Regions from separate parts of the Anser cygnoides genome. Here region 2 is linked to region 1. The links are chromatin contacts, called in public Hi-C maps. All regions are on one chromosome and are shown on one strand. Each heading gives the region's core, a stretch centred on a gene start, on an enhancer-like site or on the middle of the called end of the contact. The rest is flanking DNA. Distances are from core to core; before and after follow the strand shown. Region 1 holds the start of SRRM1 (serine and arginine repetitive matrix 1). Region 2 overlaps CLIC4 (chloride intracellular channel 4).

Evidence for each region. A called contact is a pair of places that touch in the nucleus more often than the background predicts.
Region 2: a contact with region 1 is called in a Hi-C map of liver, with 13 times the contacts expected there. The contact joins the enhancer-like site here to the promoter of SRRM1 in region 1. A contact is called at or near these places in 3 of 7 Hi-C or Micro-C datasets (granulosa cells and liver).

Annotation. Positions count from the first base shown.
Region 1 is chr24:7,386,459-7,393,488 of Taihu_goose_T2T_genome, reverse strand. SRRM1 (serine and arginine repetitive matrix 1) reads right to left here and starts at 2,115. Exons shown (of 19, transcript XM_066982690.1): 1 at 1,927-2,115. It overlaps LOC136786909 (a long non-coding RNA gene), which reads left to right and starts at 2,027. Exons shown (of 2, transcript XR_010826508.1): 1 at 2,027-2,165; 2 at 2,625-6,580. NCMAP (non-compact myelin associated protein) reads right to left here. Exons shown (of 4, transcript XM_013184174.3): 2 at 6,378-6,472; 3 at 5,901-5,985; 4 at 4,605-5,389. The coding sequence starts at 6,462. The coding sequence ends at 5,242.
Region 2 is chr24:7,432,060-7,438,786 of Taihu_goose_T2T_genome, reverse strand. All of the region lies in intron 1 of CLIC4 (chloride intracellular channel 4), which reads right to left. Among named protein-coding and RNA genes, the nearest start is that of CLIC4, 9.4 kb to the right of the region's middle. Within about 2 kb of position 1,621, at least 1 of the 3 cell types and tissues checked has open chromatin away from gene starts, as enhancers often do. A contact at or near this core is called in liver, where this site is marked.

The sequences.
Region 1 (7,030 bases), core at 866-3,365:
AACTCTACAGTGACACCTTAATCATATAATCTCCCCGGCACACTACTTGCAAATTTTAAAAGTACTGTAGTGCTGAACTGCGATGATAAGGACCTATGCTGGAACTCGCAAACTCCTCAGGCTTAAGTTCTTCTTCCCCTTTCCAGTAACAAAAACATTGTATTTGGCTACAGTGACATCTATGAAGCCCCTGGGTAAAGCTCTCAAGCAAATTAGCTAACACGGAGTCAGCAAGAGTACAAAGAATACTATTTTATTGATCATGCTCTGTTAAAGTTCACCAACTTGTTCCACTTTCATGAACAGAAACTATGGATGAAATCATTTGGAACTGGAAGACTTGAAAGCCCGTGTCTGCAAAATTTACTTGCATGGAAGTAAACAACCGCACATGAACTGAAGTACGTGCAGAATTGCATCCAAGCACTAATAACCCGTTAACGATTCAAAATCTCACAATTCACATGTGAAATAAAGTTTATTCAGGAAATCAACGTGACTGATGAAGAACACAGGAATTTAATACATTCAATTTCCTGTGCATGGAAAGAATGGGTTGCATGCAAGCAATAACACCTGCTAAGGAACCGAAAGATAAAAAGCTCAAAATTCCAGGGTAACCACTTCATTTGGTGAGAAAACACCCTGAATTAGCAATGTAATACACTCCAAATTCGTCAAATACAGAATGGGAACTGAAACCACTAACATTCCTGTTTGCAACCTTGGAACACAGGAATTCTAAAGACTCATTGTGGCCCAGACACCTGCCAGGATTAAGTATGTTTAAATCTGTTTATAGCATTTGCAACCTACACCTCAGCAACAGATGCAATACTCACCAGATCATTCAAGAATGTCTTGGTTTTTAACTTTTCCAACTGTCTAAAGAATTATTTACAATCCTGTTTCACTACCATGTTTTGATTTTTTTTTCAATTAGACACCTTTCACAGCCCAGTCTAAAAGAATACTCAACTTCTGATTCAGTGTTTTCAGTCCCAGTCATTGCACTATAAGTGACAATTATTCGGTCTGTAAACTTCCAAAGAATGGCACCAGAAAGGACAAATATAGGTTTAACTTGTAATTATTTTTCTCTTCAACTCATTTTGTAGCATGCTTATGACATTTTTACCAGGCTAGCACATTAGCATAAAACTGATTAAGTGAAGGGATACACGTGCTCCCATGTTTTAAAAGCATCCCTGTTGCAGGAATACAAAATAACTGGGCTGAATTGGTCAACGACTCTCCGTCAGCTAAATTCCGTGTAAAATTAAGTACTCTCAAAACAGCCACGGAAGTCCTCTTAAAAACAGATCAATTTTAATTAGTGGAAGAAAAGCTTAGGAAGAAATATATCCCCAGCTTATTTCCTAAAGTACTGAATAATCTTCACGCCACGGAGCTTTAAGTCCCCACTCTCCAACGCAGGGCACTTCTGTTTATTTCCTCTGAACCAGCACGTCTCACTGCAAACCCCGGCTCCCCCCCCCCCCCGCCCCGCGCTTCAAGGCCCCAGGGGCTCAGCCCGTGAGGCGGCCGCGGCCGTGCCCGCGCAGGGCAGGCCCCGACGCGCCGGGACCCCCCTTCCCCTCCTCCGCCTCCCCCGGGCCCCGCGCGGGGAGCGGCGGCCTCGGGAGCCCCCGGGCACCCCGGCGGGCAGCGCCCCGCCCCCGGCCCCGGCCGCCCCGCGCCGCCTCGGTCCCGCCGCCATTTTCTGCGCGGCCGCCGCTCGCAGGAGCCTGCGCAGGGCGGGGGCGGGGGGCACGGCGGCGCTGCTCGGGGAGCGCCGCGCCAGCGCCTTCCTTCCCCGGCGGGGGCGGCGGGGCCCGCGGCGGCCCGGCCCGGCCTCCCGCTGCCCGCCGGGGCGACCCCGGCGCCCTCCCCGCCCGGCCGCCCGCTGCCGGGGCCGGCACTTACGCGGAAGAAGCCCGCGTCCATCTTGCCTCCTCCACCTCCTCCTGGCCGCAGCGCGCTGCCGTCCCGGCGTGCACCGCGCGCCGCGAGCCCCTCGCACGCTCCTGGCGCTGAGGAGGGGGGAGGAGAGCGCGGCGCGCCTGCGCGCAGCACGATCGGAAGGGGGCGAGGGGGGCGGAGCCGGGCGCTCCGCAAAGGCTCTCCGGCGCCCGCCGATTGGCGGATGCGGGCACAGAGGCCAGGTAAGCGCGCCGGAACTGGCCAATCGGAAAGCGCGACGTTCCGGGGGCGGCTGTGCGGGGCTGTGGAGCTGTGAATCCTCTTCTCGCGAGACGTTGGCGGGGGGCGGGGCGGGGGCGGTTCCCAGGGCCCAGCCCCGCCCCAAGGCAGCGGCGGGGCCGGGAGGGGGCGCGCGGGGCCGGCCGGAGCCCAACAGCGGCGGGAGCCCCACACCGGCCGCTCGTCCTCAGCGGCCCGGCGGGAGAAGGCCGCGTACGGCAGGCCCGGAGCTCGCCCCCGGCAGTTTCCGGGGCTCGGGGCCGGCCGCGGGGCCCGCAGGGCAGACGGCAGCCTCGCCGTCCTGTCACGGCGCCGCCGGCTCACGGCGCCCGTTCTCCCCAGAGGCTTACAAGATCTGTTTTGTTTTCTTTTAACAGAGCAATTTCGCGTAGCAGCTCTCAGCGTTTTGCTTTTTTAAACAGGTCTGCGTGACGGCGGGCCTGCACACAAAGGCACCCAAAGGAGAGATTTAAAAAACACCACCACCCCAACGGGAAGGCGGCTGCCTGGGCAGGGCAGGGCAGACGGGGCCTCGGGCAGCTCCTGTTTCAGGACAGGGGCAGTGCGGGCTTGTTCCTGGAAAGCCTGAATCCAAAGTGCGTTACACGCGTGTCACGGTGGTACCGCGGTGGAAATGTGGTGCCGTGTGCCCTTAGGCTGAGTTGGCCTGGTCAGCAGACTCAGAATCACAGTATCACAGATTTCTAGGTTGGAAGAGACCTCAAGATCATCGAGTCCAACCTCCGACCTAACACTAAGTACTCCACTAAACCATATCGCTAAGGATTGTGCTGATATCGCTAGGGATTGTGCTGATGGAGGCACACCGGGTGGTGGGGACCTCCCAGGCGGTGCCAACCAAAGGCAGATGTTACTGGTAGAACAGCACAGTGAGTTTTCCAGGTTGAGCTGTTAGTGTGGGTAAGGCAGGGATTATTCAGCCAATAGTAGTGATTACCAGTACAGAATGGTTTATGGAAGTATTGTGTGTTCCGCTTCAGTGAAACAAGGTGAACTTCGTTGTTATGAAATTCTATAAATGGAAAGCAAACAATTTGTTAGAAGCAGGTCTGCCTGATAATGTTAAAAAGATAACAGCAAGATGAGGTTTAGCTTTTCTAAAGATCCGGATTTGGATACGATAGAACATGCTCAAAAAACAGCTTTAGATGTTCAGAAATGGAAGCAGGAGGCCAGCTCCTCTATAAAAATTCCATTGGCTTCTGCAACCTCTTCTGAATTATTATATCAATTATTCATGCCACCAGAGTAAGTTACAGAACTTGGACAAGTAAAATATTTACAAGGTTCAGAAACTTCACAAACAGCTGTCTTAGTATTTAGTTTGAAATTCAAACTGTGCTCAAGTTTCATTAAAGAAATCGCAGAGTAATTGAATTAAGTTTCTGCACAAAAATAAGTTAGTAAAAATAACCTGTTAAAGAGATGTTTTCACATCTTGGAGAAAAGTACATCAGTGTATCACTCCTGTCCCTTACCACTTTACTCTCAGAATGGTCAGCTTCGTTTTGGTGCTGCATGATTTAAGAACAGTAACTGTTCGAGGGGGTCATGACTTGTGACAGCATTGAGAAGAACAGCAAGGGAACTGCCGCAAGACAAAGAAAAGCTGCTTTGGGCCGCAGGTTCTCTGTGACTCAGTTTGATGAGTAACCTCTCTCTGCAGCTCCCAAAAAGGAGTTCAAATACCCTACTAAATTTTACTGTGGTCTGCAAGCAGGCTGGAGCCCTCTAATGGTCACAGTAGCTTAGAGCTAACCTCTGGGATTGTCTAAACGTAAGAGAAACTTAATGCGATAAATCCAGACCGTTACTGCTGTATTTGCTTCACACTATGTAGCCGGTCAAGTGCGTGATTTCTTACAATTCAAGGTGTATCTGTCAAAGAGCGGAGCTGTTTCTCCATAAAATGGGGTTTCACTCCTCGTCTTCCTAATACTATCTATCCCGTCTGCCAGTGCTTCAGGGATGCTTTGATATGCACACTTGAGACAATAAGCCACAGAACGTCTTCACAATGCCACTGTGTGATCAGACTCAGTGGGCTGTCAAATATCCTTGGGAATTTCTTTGGTGCATTACTGTACACCCACAGCCATCACACTTGCAGATCAACATCACTTTCAAATACTTTCTACAAGAGCAGAAAAAATTAAAACTATTTCAAGCCTAGCCTGCATTAGGGGACAAACATTTCAGGATGTTTTCAAGTTGTAGAAAAGTAGTTGCATAAACCCTCACTTGCTTTATAGTGCCTTTCCATCTTTTTTTTTGCAATTAAAGAACTTCTCAGGCTCTTAGTCTAAATACTCTAATGCAACAGCAGTAGTGAACCTAGAGCAGCAATCTTGGCATGAAATTGAAAACCCTTGGACATACAGTTCATCTGGAAACAGACAAGTTACCAAGTTTATAGAAATGTTTCAAAAATACTTGAAAATAAAAAGTAACTTTTCTGTCTAAAACCATACATATGCGGTATTAGAAACACAAAAGATAACTAAAGATAAATACAATTTTGCTACTTACAGTTTTGCTACTTCCCATGCTATCCATCATGTATAAAATAGGCTACAAACCTGTTTCACATAAATCTTAACAAACCCAGGTTCAACCTGAGTTGCAGCTTGCATGTCCAAATTTTTCTTCCATTTATCATCAGTCATTGCAGAATAGAAAAAGCTCAAATTCTGAGTAAGCAAAAGCTCCACAAAATATGAGTTTGCACCATTTCTTCCAACGAATAGGCTTGGCCTATTTTGTCTTTCTGTACCCAGAGCTCTGTAAAAAGGTTCATTGCATTTCTCATGGGCTGTATGCCTTCACCAGTTGATTTTCATCATACAGAAAGTGTTCGGATTGTTTAGTTCTCCTCCCAAAGAGAGAAGGCAGGGCTAATTACAATCTATAGACATGATAACAGCTATCACTGTTCCCAGTGCAGTGTCACTTTGCTGTGAGGCCCAGGTCCACGTGAATAAGAACTCCAGGTCTTTTCTCTCACAGGAGGACACGTGTTCACAGTTGTCTGCTCTGCATGTGGATGTCGACAGGTATGAAAGTCACTGCAGGATGCTGAGTAACGCTGTCGCTGTTCTGCCCTAAAGCAGGTGGCATTGCTGTTTTGGTACTCTTGGGTTCCAGCTCCCGCTTCACTCTCATGTGTCTGTAAAGGAAAAAATGAAAGCATCATCAGTGCTGGCACTTGTTGTGGTGTCTCCCACGATAAGTATTGGGAAGATTCCTGCAGAAGCAGGTTGGCTGAATAGCCATTGGGAAGTTAATGTAAACCGGGATCTTTCATTCCGAAGGTACTAAATGGCAAGTCACTGCTTTTAGAACACACACAAGTCTAACCCAATGCCTTGAAACTGAGAAACTGAGCTCTGCTCTGGCAGCCTTGATGCTCACAGCAAACTTCTCCTATGTCAACAGAAGTCCCCTAAAACGAATATCCATCAGGTGCCCTCTGTCAAGGACCTATTCTGCTTCCTAGTCATTCAGTCACAGACACTGACCATGAGATTCAGGTAGCATCAACCAAGTACATTATGGTTTGGATTCTCCTTGAAATTTTCAGCAACAAATAATGAAACGGTCTGTGAGATGGGAGCACACCTGACTGATTTTGGTTCATCCTGCTTTGCCTTACTGAAGTATAGAACTCAACCACATACCTGTTATACGTTTTCAATATGAGCAGAACCACTGTAAAAATAATAATTACTCCTACTACGATGGCAGCAACTATTGCTCCAGAACCTAGCAGGGAAGCAGAAAGGAAAAAGGTCTTATTTAAAAAGTTATCGCTGTACTGTTTGAAGTTTGCTAAGTTCAAAGGTCCATTTTAAAAAACTACAGGGAAAAAAAATCATTTCTCTTTGTTACTTTTTGTTCAGTGGAACAGTTTGGGATACAAGCATTTGGGAGGCAAGGAAGGAAGAGGAGGGTTTAGCTGAGAAACTGGAGCACCCAGGTACTGCATGAGAACTGGGGTATACAAATAACTGTTCTCTTTTTCTCACGTCCTTTCCTCATGTATACTTAACAAATACGAGAGAAAATGAAAACAAGTTTGGACGTCACTACTGATCTAATCAAGGTACGGTAATTACAGCACAAAAAAAAAGCCACCACCCCACTACTTTTCTTACTTTGATAAAGACTTTGTTCTTGAGACTTTGTGGTCACATTTAATGAGAACTGAGTATTATTGATCAGTGGTGCGGCTGTCGTCATCTTGATTGGGCTACAGAAGAAAAAAGAAGAGTGATTTCATCAACTATGATCACTGAATTGTGCTACCAATATTTCATTAATTAGACAACTGCCTATTAAAGATTCTGAGTGCTATTTACCTTCTATTGAGGGGTTCTTAATATTTTCTTGGTGGTGAAAATCTGTCCCTGTGGAAGTCAATGGAAATTTTGCTACAATCTAGACTTGAGCAATGCACCTTAACAACGTACACTGGTCAGTGTTCATAGGATAAAACAAGATACCCACACAATGATGCATTGTTACCCATAGATTACTGACGTTACAAATTTTTTGGACAAATATGTGCATCTTAAATGCTTTAGGATTTTAGATTGTCATACCAGGTTATGAGATTCAGGTCACTGAGAAAATAAGTGAGCAAATCAGGGTTTAAGGGGAGAAAGAAAGTATTCAACTTCCCTGCCCCAAGCCTCCATTGCAAAGTTGATTTATAGAGATGCTTATCTGTGAAGAGTTCTGTATCCGATATTCAGCAATATAAAGGAAGGCAAAAAAGACAGGTTTTCTGTTAAGTTATTGCTGCCAA
Region 2 (6,727 bases), core at 372-2,871, 46 kb before region 1:
AAGCATTACAGATTTTTTAAATTACTTTAAATCAGAGAAAAAGGAATACAGCCCCCTACCAAACAGCAATTTTATCAAAACCTAATGTATTTTCAAAGCTGCAACCAAACAGCTAAACTGAGCATAGACTTTTATATCTACATTCAGAAGTTTGTCCCACTTCTGCTCCAAAAAGTCCCGAGTTATTCTGAGCACATACTGGAAAAGGAATGCGGTCAGAACGCCAAGAAACTTCTGGCTTCGATGCTCTTGCGCCAAGGAATTCTGCTATGTAACTGTTTGCCCGAGAGGCCCGTTTTTTATCTTCCTGTATTTGATGCACTGAGAGCTACAGCCCAGATCTGTTACAACCGCCATCAAGAGCTGCACCGCGCTGGCAGTGCAGCCCATTTTTCTCCTTCAGTCGCACACGGAACTTTTTCTCTGGAGGGAGACGAGTTTGGTAGTTGAGTCTCTGTCAGAGCCAGTGCAGACTGATCTTCCCCCTGGAATACATATCTGTGTCGGCAGTAAAGTACCTTTAAATATTGCAAGAATATTCTGAAGTTCCACACGACTAGTCATGCAGGGGATTATCATACAACAGTCATTTCTCAAGCTTGCTGTTAGAAGCCAGAAATCTGGCATTACCTGGTCTTTTAATCCAGGCCACAATATACCAAGGTATCTTCAGTCTCTAATCCTCAGCACCATCAGACTGAATATTAAACGTTGACTTCTCTGTACAAACATCAGTCTAGATTATTTGTTACTTCAACAAGACTATACTAATTCTATACAGAGAAGCTAAAGACATCCAGCTGACTTGAACGAAGTTGTGTTACCTTCCAAACTGACCGCAACTAAGAAATACCAGAGAAGATGGCAAAATGGACCTCACGTTACTTGTCAGGTGCGAGGCAGAGGAAGGGCTGGGCAGCCACTGCAGCACGCAGTGGACAGGACTGTATGACGAACTGGGCTGCTTTTAAGAACCGAAGAGTCACAAGGCAGTAAAACAAACCAGTATGCTTCCTGAGAAGACAATCTGATTTATCATAGCCCACAAACTTAAAACAACTAGCAACTTCTAATGTCAAGTACCTCAGATCATGCAAGAGCTACCTGAAGAAAAAAAGCTACCTGAAGAAAAAAATCTGCTTATCCCACTGCCCAGGAGGCTCAGCTCAGCTGATCCAGCCAGTGCAGAAGCCACCTCCTTTCTCTTTCCCCAAAGCAGTGACTTCATTCAAATTAGATCGTCTTTCCCCAAAAAATAGAGTCCAAGTACTCGTACGTTTTTCTAACAGCTAAATAAGCTAACAGAAATAAAAAAAAATCAATTAAAATTGTGAAATGTTTGTGTTTACAAGAGCATAAAAATTAACTTGACCCCCAACACAATGACCTGCATGCATTTACTTTATCAAGGTAGCACTGAAGTTTACTGCAAGACTAACAGAAACTGACAGACAAGAAAAGAAACACTCAAAAGGATCCAAAGCCCTCATTATATAGCATACATCTAAAAGACTTGAGAGTAAAACAGAATTCTAGAAATCTTTGGTCCTGAAGGCTTGCAAAATCGTTTCCAGCAGCGTTAAAAGGAGTATATTATGAGTTTCCCAAATTGCATCAAATGACTGCAGGAATAACAGTAAAGTCAAAGTGCATCTGATGAGAAACGCAATACAGCTCGGTCTCTGCCTATGTAAACAAAGGCAAAGAAAGGGCAGGACAGTAGACCACCCCCCCTCAGGAACGAAGAGCTATCAAAGCAATTTTTCCCAGATTTGATACACCAGGAAGAGGAGGGAAAAAAAGTTTTGTTGAAGAAGGAAAAATCCAATTTAGAAACACATCACAGAATACTACCTGAGGGGAATAAAAAGGCAAAAACCACAAGTGACGAAGCTAGTTACACCCCCCAATAAAGTCCCACTGCTCTGAACAAGAAAACTGAACTTCAGTCTAGAGGATTAAAGTTCAAAAGCAAGTAAACAGACTAGGAAAAAAAATAAAAAGCAATCTCTATTTCAGTTCTAACTAATAAAAAAAATCTGCTGGGAAAACTACAAGAGAAAACAGCATGATATATATACCCATTACCTCAAAACAGCAGATAAAAATCACTCTCGCCCAGTAAGCTCATTCAAAAAATGAGCAAATTAATAATCCTACATGGATTAGTGTTTTAAGAGGAAACAGTTTAAGGTAAACCAACAAAGTGATTCAAGTGAAAAACAAGCAGCAGTTCAAAACCCCAGAGATGAAAGAATACAGACAGGAGTGGTTTAATGTTCCACGCAGGAATACAGAAAAGTCTGGCAGTATCAGTCTAAACCCTTGCAACTCGCGCCTTTATCTTGCCGAGCTGGATAAACAGAATTCCATGCTGTTGGCTGGGCAGGGCTCTCAGATAAGACGTAAGGAACCAGGTCTGCACGAGGACCGTGAGGCTCTCTGGCGTAACGCCCTCAGCAGCCGGACGGGCTTCAGGGTGTCGCAGGTACGTGCTGGCTTTGCCTGCCAAAACACACCTTGAAGGATCACAATGGCTAAAATATTAATGAGGCACCATTAGGAAGAGAATATAGGTGATGAGGTGGTAAGATGCACAGCTCAGGACAGACAAAAAAGATGCGCTGTCTGTAATATATGATGTTAGACGGATTCTCGTGCTTCCAGACTTGTTAGCTTGTGGAGGCACTTGTTTTCATGGGAAGAACAGGTCAGGCAGCAAGCTAGAATCCAACCCCAAACTCTGCTGCTAGCTAAATCTGGTTCAGCCACATTTAATCCGAGGTATGACAAGACGAAGGGACACCTCTGCCCCCAGTTCCCCTTCGCCTTGCCCCCGGGCACAGCGGATAGCTCGCGTCCAGCTCGCGGTGGCGGTGGCAGTGGCCATCAGGCTGGGACGTACCGGGACGCTGCCCCGCGGGACTGGCACGCTGTGATAGAGGAGGCCCAGACATCGGACAGCCCAAAGGAGTTCCCTGCCACAATAAGCAAGACAGACTGAAGGTCAGATCTAGGAAAAAAAATACACACAGCTGTAAAACCAACTGCAACCTGCAAAGGATTCAGAATACTAGAAGGACTTTCTTGCCATGTTGCAATATAGTTCGAACATTGGATTGCAGTTACTGGAAAAATATAGCTAGTGGCAGCAGCGGGTCATTGCTTGTGATGCACAACAAATCCAAACACTCATTTTCATCATCTTAGCAGCACTGAAAGTGATCAACTAAACCTTACTCTAACTTTAGCGCTGAAAGATTGTTTCTAGGTACACAGCCTGCCGCTATGGGAGTCCTTTCTTTCAAATGCAGCTGTCCTGGGAAGCGTAAAACAGGGTGCTGAAAAAAAGACCTAAACGTGGAAAAGCTGAAGAGCAGTACTATGAGGATAGGCATACTAGCAGATGAAAACAAAATCTCAGGGTCTATTATTCAACCAACCAACCAGCACCTGCTACGCCAGCACAAACCAAGGGGCAGCCTTGGGCAAGTCCTTGCAACGTGATCCCTTCTCACACCAGACATATCAAAGAGTGCTCAAGCAACGAACACTTCAAACATTGCAAGAATATCCTCTTGCCTTTTTTTTTTTTTTTTTTTACAAAAAAACTTGTAATTGTTATTTATTTACATGATTTAACGTCTCTGACAAGCACTCTGACTCCTACAATTCTTTTATGATGCTCAGAAGATTCTAAATAAAACATCCAGCATCGTTCTCATTACCTCAGAGGTCAGTGGTTTGACAAGTTGTATAGCCATTAGTTCAAATTCACCTCTGTTCATCATAAGCTTACTGCATTAACAGGCACTACCACTGCATCATGCCTTTTTCTACATAATCTTGTTCTCCAAATCCATCATTAACCAACCTTCATCTTAAAGTCAACTGCTTTTGAACTCAGAAGGTAACTATTTTTATAAGGAGGTGTGTGCTTAACTTGCCTCTGCCTTCAACACCTACAAATAGGAAAGTATCTTCCAGGAAAACAATGTACATCCATTTACAAACAGGCCAGACGACCTCAGAAAGCATCAAATTAAGCTTCCAGTGCCTATATCACAGCCTTATCCCTACATGAACTATATTGATTCGTGCAAGCCCTTGTTTGACCTTTAGAAGGAGACTTAGAGCTTGGTAGCACTATATCAACTTAGGTTTAAATTCTTAGATCACCAGAAAAGTAATTAGTGCTAAAGAACAATTTAGATAATCATTGTTATCTTAAATAGCTGGAGTCCTAAGAAAAGCATAGGGGAAAAAAAACACAACACAAGTCCATTGCTCATACCTGGAATTAGCTGTAAATACAAAAAGCCTAAGATGATTAACCCATATTTTCTAGGTGGTGATTGACACCCACCCCAACCCGAGGAAAAAGGAACCTTAGCTGCTGCTGCCTCTGGACAAGCCGCACCTTCTTTACCTATCTGTAATCAATCCAACTTCCACTTCAGCTGATATTCCTGTAAACTCAAAAAGCTTTTAAAAAAATAAATGAATGAATTGAACTCCCAGTAAATACTTGAGATCTGACTATTAAACCAGGGAAAGGAATGTTTATCAGCCCATTCAAGCAGCCTCTTAAGTCATCACCTTTCCGATTAGCCACTGCTGTGTTAGACATTTGACTGTAGCAGCAACTGACCATTTTAGGATGATGCTGTATTTAACCCTGTGATGCTGTTCCTATCAAAATACTTACGAGATTTGTCTTGTACAGTTTCATGCAGCTCTTGCTTATTGCTACCTAATTTTCATCATAAAGCTTTTGGAAAAAGCTATGGGATTTTCATGATGTATTAAAATAACTTCATAACTCAGTAGGAATTAATTAAGCCCTTCCAGTTCTTAGGAGGAAAGACATCATCCCACATTCATCCTTTGGGAGAACTGGATGAAGAGTCAGATCGAAACCTGCATTAAATACTAAACACCATTTTCTTCAGTGGAGAAATTGGCTTAATGTTATGAATACAAAAACTTGGTAATTACTGTGGATAGCCAGACGCATGGCTTTCTCCTAGCCTGATATAAGGAAAATTAAAGTTATTAAATAATGGCAGAAGCCTCCCAGCTCATCTCTTCTACCCTTTTTACTCCAATGGCAATACCTTCAACAAAGTGATTCAGTTGTAACAAACCTAAATAAAGATAAATATGGCCAAACTCACTGAAATCTGCGAAGTGACAGCTTGACACATTCTTGCAATTATACAGTAGGAAAGGCAAGTATGCTGTTAACCATTCAGCACAACACGTTTCTTTCCTCTCCCAGCTTGTTAATGAAGTGTGTGCTTCGGCTACACCCCAAGAGGCCCATTTCCAAGATCTCCCCCACACCAAACACTGAAGCATCTATAAAAATTAGAGGAAAGAACAGCAAACCTGGGTTACTGGCGTTCAGAAGACTGAGTGCAATTTTAAAATTTTAAGAATTCTTCAAATAACCCTTCGAACACACATCACTTCTGGGGGACAAAACAAAGTGCCCCGTTTATGGTAGTTTACAGCTGAGTTCTTGGAGCGAGGAGGTGCCACCAGCTGGGCAGGATGCCCCCAGCGGAGCCAGCGCTGGATGCCCAAACAAGTCCCACATCGATACACAAGCACTCACCCAGGAGTTTCAAAATTCTGAAAAAAAATAACACAGCTAAGCACAACTGCCTCCAAATCGGAGATCAACAGCAATGTCCGTGGAAGAACTGCCTGTAAATGGAAAAAATTGCTTGAATTCTCAAAACTCACTGAAGCAGAGCTGCCGTTTGAACCTGCACCCCCTGCTATCAACACATTCAACGCTCTAGCAAGGAAAACCATTCACTTAGACCAAAATTGGTGTTGGAATTTTTATTCTATAGCTACTAGAACACGAAGGTTCTGCGGAAGGCTTGCCCTCTGCTGCTTCTTGTTCCAGTGCAAGCACTGAGCAATTCACTTACTAAGAGGCACCTCTATGGATGTATTCTACACCCCTCGGGAAGCAGTATCCAAGGTCTTCATTCGCAGAGCAGAACTTCCTCCTTCGGGACATGTTGCCTTATCTCATTAAGATCCAGTACAGCACGTCTCACGAGGGCAGCTAAAACATCACTTTGAAAGACTACAGAAATGTACTTATGCTTTCTTTCATTTTATTTTTAGACAAAACCATGTAAAAAACTATTTCCTTTATTTAAAAATAGCAGCTCTCCAAAGTACAGACCAAAGTCTAGCCAAAAGAGTAATTCTTTAACAGAGCCAAAACACTCTGAAGCTGATCCAGTAGCACTGACTGATCTCATCAGCTCTTCTCATGAAAATATACAGATGTGACTTCACTCCTGGATTACACTCCTATATTTAGTTTATACCTAATATGGATATTCATTGCAGAACTCAGTCATTTCCTTTCCTCGTGCAAAGTTCTTTGTCCTTTGTCTAGCCAACAATACAAGGAATACGTCTGAACTCCTAGAGAACTTGCACACAAAGACATCTGTAATTAATAGCAGTTTACCTTATGCTTTTAACTTCAGCATAAACAAACAGCATTCAGAGCCCTGAAAATCAGATTATGCCACAAATGCACGTTTGACCTGAATTGAAAAAAAAAACCAAAAAAGTTTAAAAGAAAAGACACTATTCTCTTTTAAAGAAAAAAAATATTTCAAGCAAAGAACATAAAGCCCCTGACGTCAAAGCTCTATTTAAATTCATACCAAGGCAAAATAATTGTTTTGGG